Regions from separate parts of the Mus musculus genome. Here region 1 is linked to region 2. A link is a contact called in public promoter capture Hi-C data. All regions are on one chromosome and are shown on one strand. Each heading gives the region's core, a stretch centred on a gene start, on an enhancer-like site or on the middle of the called end of the contact. The rest is flanking DNA. Distances are from core to core; before and after follow the strand shown. Region 1 holds the start of Lrrc32 (leucine rich repeat containing 32). Region 2 holds the start of Tsku (tsukushi, small leucine rich proteoglycan).

Region 1 (2,943 bases), core at 332-2,831, 130 kb before region 2:
AAGGACAAGTTAGGACCTGGGGTTAAGGTAGGGATGCCCAAAGGGACCCTGTCTCTCCTTCCTCTGCACATCCAGAAGAGACAGTCCCCACAGAATTATGGTGGAAAGAAGCACCCTGCTGTGCCCCATCTGCAGCAGTGAGAACTCAGCCCCCCAGGGACAACCAGAGGCATTCAAACCCAGGGCTCACTGTCAAGCCCCACCACTGGCTAGTGTGGTCCTCAGGGCAAATTCTTTATCTCTCCTTGCCTAGGTGATTCATCTGCAGGACACACCAGTTCCCATTCCAACACTGGCTATCCTTGCTTAGCATGGATCAGGTGGAGCATGACCAGGAAAGTACTGGGACCCTTCCATGTCCTTCCCTGATGGTTCAGATACCAACGATGCTGAGGATAGAGGTCCTGGCTCTGCAGGCAGGTAGCTGGATTCTGATTGGAGAGGTGTCAAAGAATATCTCTGTATGTGCTTGTATGTGTGTGTGCACATGCACGCGTGCTCGCGCGTGCATGACAGAGGGGGACAGACAGATAGTGGAGTCAAACCTATAATAAAAATAAGACTGCCCCTACTATGCAAGGAGGTTACAATTTTTCTAAGCCCTAGGTTGACTGCAGGTCTTTTAACTCTCACAACCACCAAGTGAGGTGATTACTATAATTCCCATTTACAGACTGGAGGACCGAGGCTTGGGAAGGCAAAGTGCCTGATCCTTAGCCCCTAGGTGTGCTGCAACTGGGACTCAGCCAGATCTATAGTCCCTTAGTGCTGGGTGGTCTCCACTAGTGCAGACCCCACGGGCACCCTGTGGATCTCTCTCCCAGACCACGAGATTCAGAGAAATGACTTACCCTAAGGCACTTGTACAGTAAATCGAAGAGTCGGTATCAGAATCCAGCCCCTGTGCCTCCAAAGCAACTGCCAAGACTTCCTTCCTAAGTTACTCAGGAGCCTACAGCCCCAGGCCCAGGAGTATACTGAGCGGTAGGGCTCTCAGTCTGTTATGACTACTGTCAAAGGGGGCCTGGGAGAGCAGCTTCAAGGCTCACAGTGCAGTGAATCACTCACTAGGGGCAGCCCGTTCTAGAGACATCCTACATCTCAGGGGAATCAGACCTTAACCCAAAGGAATGTGCTTGTGATGTGAAATGTCAGGGTGGAGGTGGGGTAGGGGGGTCCCTCCTATCTATCACACATAAAGAAGTCTCCCCAAAGAGTTCTGGGTATCCCCTCCAGATAATAGTGGTAGTGTGGAAAGCCCATGTCTGCCTGGGGCAGACCTGAATTCAAATCCTAATCTGCTTGCTTGGCTGTGTGCTCCTAGGCACACCCAGAGCTTCCTGCCTCGATTTTCCCAGCTGTCAAATGGGAACGCCTATCTGAGCCCTTCCTTAGGTAGATCTGCTAACACCCGGGTGCCGAGGGAGGGTCCGGCCCTAGCTCTCTAGGCACCGCCGCCGACCGCCGCCCCTACCTGGCTCAGCGCCGCCGCCGCCGCCTGACTCCTCCGCGCATCGTTCGCGCAACCCCGGGGGTCTGGCCCGCCGAGGCCGGACCGCTGCAGCGCCGCTCCAGCCGGCCGGGAGGGGGCGGCGCCCGCCTTTTAAATAGCACCGGCCGCCCGGCCACGCCCCCTGGGACTCTGAGCCGCGGGGTCCTAACACCGCCCTGCCAGCCGTGCGGACCTAGGAACCGAGCATCGCCTCTGCTCTGGAATCGCCCGGACCCAGCTAGGGCGGCGCTTGAAACCGAAAAACGACTGGAGGGAGAAGGATCACAAAAGAAGCTAGGCCGAGGCAGCCGCACGTGCAGCCGTGGGCCCGCGAGGTCTTGGGTGCAGGGAGCCGCAGGTCCGCGGAGGAAATCCTGGCGCCACCGCACCAAGGCAGGGGGCCACCCAGAGGTGACTGGCAACCACCGGCACGGAAGGAAGTGACCCTTCTTTGGCCCTGGGATGGCCCTGAGGGGGTCCCATCCACCCCCCCCCCCCCCCAGCTATCCTGCCTTTAAGTCATCTCCAAGCCTGTCAGTGTCCCCTGCTTACTGATAGAGAAGCTGAGGCTAGGAGTGGGATGAGGGAAAAGCCAGCTGGTTGAGACTTGTCAGGTCCCCACGGACATTTGGGGGACCTGAGGCTCTGATAGGTTAAACTGCATAATGACAGTCTCATAACTTACCCAAAGCCGCTGCCTTTACAAGGTACTTAGCCTCCTCAGACACTGGCACCGTGCCCTGCTGGGTCTAGACTGAAAGATGGGTGAAGAGTGTTGCTGCCGTCCTCCAGTCTCTAGTTCTGTATTCATAATGTTCTCCCTGGTGGTCACAGCGCCTAGAGGAGGGCCATCCACCCTATCTTAACAGCACCAAGCGGGGTGAGCCAGAGTAGGGCTGGGCTCTGAGCTGGGCCTTTCCTCCCATCTAGTCCACAGTGGTTGGATGGACCCATGCGGTGCGAACAACCCAGAGAGGACAGTCCCTGACAACTCCAGTCTAGAGCCCTGACCTAACCTAAGGTCAGGGAAAGGTTCACCAAGGAGGCATCCTCTGATGCTATAAGGAGTCAGAGCAGCAGAGTAGCCCAGCTTCCTGCCCCCACCCACCCTCGGGAGCTCTCAGGGTTGTGGCTCTCCCACCTCAGCCCTTGTGTGTACTATCTAGTCAGACTGAACTTCAGTTCCCCTCTCTGCCAAGTGTAGAATGGCAAGAGCCGCTCTTTTGGATGAAGTCGATGTAGGCCTGGGCCTGCACCCGATGGGTGTTAGAGACCGTTCCTCATCTGCTGCTTTAGGAGGACACCTTTTCCAGGTTGGAGTCCATGGGGTCATGTATCAATCGAGGAAGGGGCTTTGTGACTACTCTGTAGCGAGGGCAGAGCATGAACAAAGACTCAGGTAGGCTGGGGCTCTCCCTACCTGCTTCCCCATGATGGCCTGATGCTCTCTC
Region 2 (2,775 bases), core at 28-2,527:
TTTCTCCAGAGCTAGGCTTTCACACTGACAGTTATCCTGCCTCCCCCTCCTAGGAGACAGGGACCATTGTCCCCTCTCCTCATTAATAGCAGGGTTCAGCCCAGGTGAGTCCCCAGGGCCACATGGTGGAGGGAAGGGAAGGGTCTGAACAACCACTTTCTTCTGAGTGTGAACTTGACTTTGCTGACTGGGAACTTCCTTTTCCTCGGGCAGACACGCACAAGCCCAAGCAAAGATTTCTGTTTTTAAATAATAAGGAAGAAAGAAATGAAAAGACTGTGTGCAACAAGCCTGGGCCACGGCAGGGAAACATGGCTGGAGTTCCCCACCCAGGGGCCCTTTCCAAGGTGGCAAGTTCCTGGGAGGTCCAGAGACAATACCACACTTCCCTCTAACCCTTTACTTCCCTCTGGAGATAGGCACTGTCTGGGTATGTGGATAGAAGTACCTGCAGCAGGCAATTTCTCTCTTCACTCATGTATTTTTTTTCAAACACACACATGTCATATATCATATATATTTGCATATATATATATATATATATATATATATATGCAAATAATTTCGGCAGAAGAGGATGGAAGACTTAAGCCGCTACTACAGAGCAGTTTCCCTTCTTGGAAATCCAGCCAGAAGTTGACTTTCCCTCCAGGAAAAAAAATATGTCTGTTAAGTCTGTTGCTTTCTCCCTCACTTGGTGTCTGCCAGCTTTCCTGCTTTTGCTCTCTCTCTCTTCTGTTCTGCCTTGTCTCTTTTCTCAAACACACCCATTAGTGACTCTGGACCTTTTTTAAAACTTTTTTTTTAAGTGGGGTAGGGGAGAATTTGAGAGAAAAACCCTCACCCACCCATTCTTGCCAACTAATTCTGCTTTCCTACACACACACACACACACACACACACACACACACACACACACTGGCGACCTCCAGATGTTCCCGACCCAGCGGCCATCTGCTGAGATTACTGGGACGCGCAACTGAAGGAAGGCAGAGGGGGCAGGGATCCGGGTTGCAGGAAGCTGGGAGAGGCCTTGTGGAGTAGGAGGGAACCGCGCACTTTTTAGACGCTCCCTAGGGTGGAACCCGTGCTCGGCCGGCGGGGGCAGGGCTGCTAAAACGCCCCCCTAGACTTGCACTTTAACGACGCTCCCTGAGCTTCCTGGCCTGTTGCCGGTGCAGCCACTGGGTGCCGAGCAAGGGGAGCCCGGCGGCGGGCGGGGACGTGGGGCGGGACGAGCGGCGCGGAGAAAAGCGCCGGCCCATGGGCCAACGCCGGGTCGCCTAGGTGAGCGTGCCGAGGCGACAACTGCAGACCTGCCAGGTGGGTGCTGTCGGGAGGCGCAGCGAGATCGGCGCGCATTTGGAGGTTTGGAGCCCGGGACTCCAACCTCACCGCCCCATCCCGTGAGCAGGCCAGCGCGAGGGGCGGGTCCGGGTCCTGCCAAGGCCCCTCAACTTTTCCGGGACACCGAGCCATAGAGTCGGGGGAGCAAGGGTGAGGGCTTTCAGGAGACAAAGGCTCTGCCTGGGGGTCGTGGGCGTGGGCCGGCGCCTCCAGGGTCTTTGTAAGAACACGTGCATCTCACGGTACTGGGTCTTTTGTGGATTTGGGTTCGGAAGCCAGCATCTGCCTTGCCTTTGTGTGTGCGTGGCTTTGCATGGCTATCTCGCTCCAGTGTCCCCGTTTTGCAGCCTTGCGTTTGGTTGTGGGGACCGGTGGGCGCTCCTAGTGTCCGCATACGTGGTCTATGCTTGTCGACGTGTCTGAGTTGAGTATCTGTGGGGTATGTGCGCACTGAGAGCCCTGAAGCTGCCCCGACTCTCTGCTCCCTTTCTGTCCATCGTTTTCCCCCTACTTGGCTTCAAACTTTTCTCTGGGTTCCTCCGGCAACGCCTGTTGGCAGCCCTTCTCTGTCTCACCTCCGGAGGTCCTTTGAGCCGGGAGGGGATGAGATGGATTTGGTGGGTTGGGGGTGATCTGCAGTGCCTGGCGACTGGCCCGGGCCAGGACTGGGCGGAGCGTGCGGGACACCCTCACTGGACCCCAGTGGGAGGAGGGAGGGGACACCGCTGGTCTGGGCTCCGGCCTGAGGCCAGAGACCCGGGAATAGCGTACTGCTGGCAGTAGTCTGCTCTGCGCTCCGGGGACAGAGTGAGTGCGGACTGAGATCAGTCTGTTTGGTGGAGAGACTTGATTGGCTTTGAGTTCCGGCTCTGCTTTAACCCGACCCCAGAGTGAGGGGACGAACCTTCCAATCCAGTAGGTGAGAAAAGCCACGGTTTGTCTGCATCCGGCCTGCTCGCGGCCCCTAGCCCTGATTGGGCTGTGATGAAAAGGGGCTTTCCACACACTAGTTTCCCAAGGGATGGCCAATGGCTCACGTAGGGCACGGGCGTGTTGCAGAGCCCGTTGAGATTCGGTCACTGATGTGGATGAAGTGAGAAGAACTCTATGCCGTGGGAGCGGAGCGCACCGTGGTGGTAACCAGCGTGGCGAGCTTAGCTGAAAGCGGCTCCCGCCCACACTTGGCCAGGCTCAGAGGTGACTCAAACTTTGATCCTTTCTTGCTCCATGCTAGCCTTTCGGATAAGTCTAGACTTGCAAAGCCCTCAGAGTGGGAGGGGCTCCATCCTGTCCGAGCTTTTGATCCTGGGTGGCAAAGATAAGTCAAACACTTTTTTTCCCCAACCATCCACCCCAGTTTGTAACTTAGAACTTTGGTCAGTACTACCCCGTCGGAGTGGGAGTGGGGGACAAACTTGGGAAAGGCAA

What was found. Capture Hi-C pulls out chosen DNA fragments and counts their contacts.
Region 1: a promoter capture Hi-C map of pancreatic islet shows a contact between it and region 2. The contact joins the promoter of Lrrc32 here to the promoter of Tsku in region 2. A contact is called at or near these places in 1 of 484 Hi-C or Micro-C datasets (nephron progenitors), 2 of 115 datasets of contacts at active chromatin or transcription factors (embryonic stem cells and pancreatic cancer cells) and 3 of 9 other capture datasets (adipose tissue, liver and pancreatic islet).

What each region holds. Positions count from the first base shown.
Region 1 is chr7:98,488,629-98,491,571 of GRCm38.p6, reverse strand. It overlaps Lrrc32 (leucine rich repeat containing 32), which reads right to left and starts at 1,581. Exons shown (of 3, transcript NM_001113379.2): 1 at 1,475-1,581.
Region 2 is chr7:98,359,790-98,362,564 of GRCm38.p6, reverse strand. It overlaps Tsku (tsukushi, small leucine rich proteoglycan), which reads left to right and starts at 1,277. Exons shown (of 2, transcript NM_001024619.3): 1 at 1,277-1,323.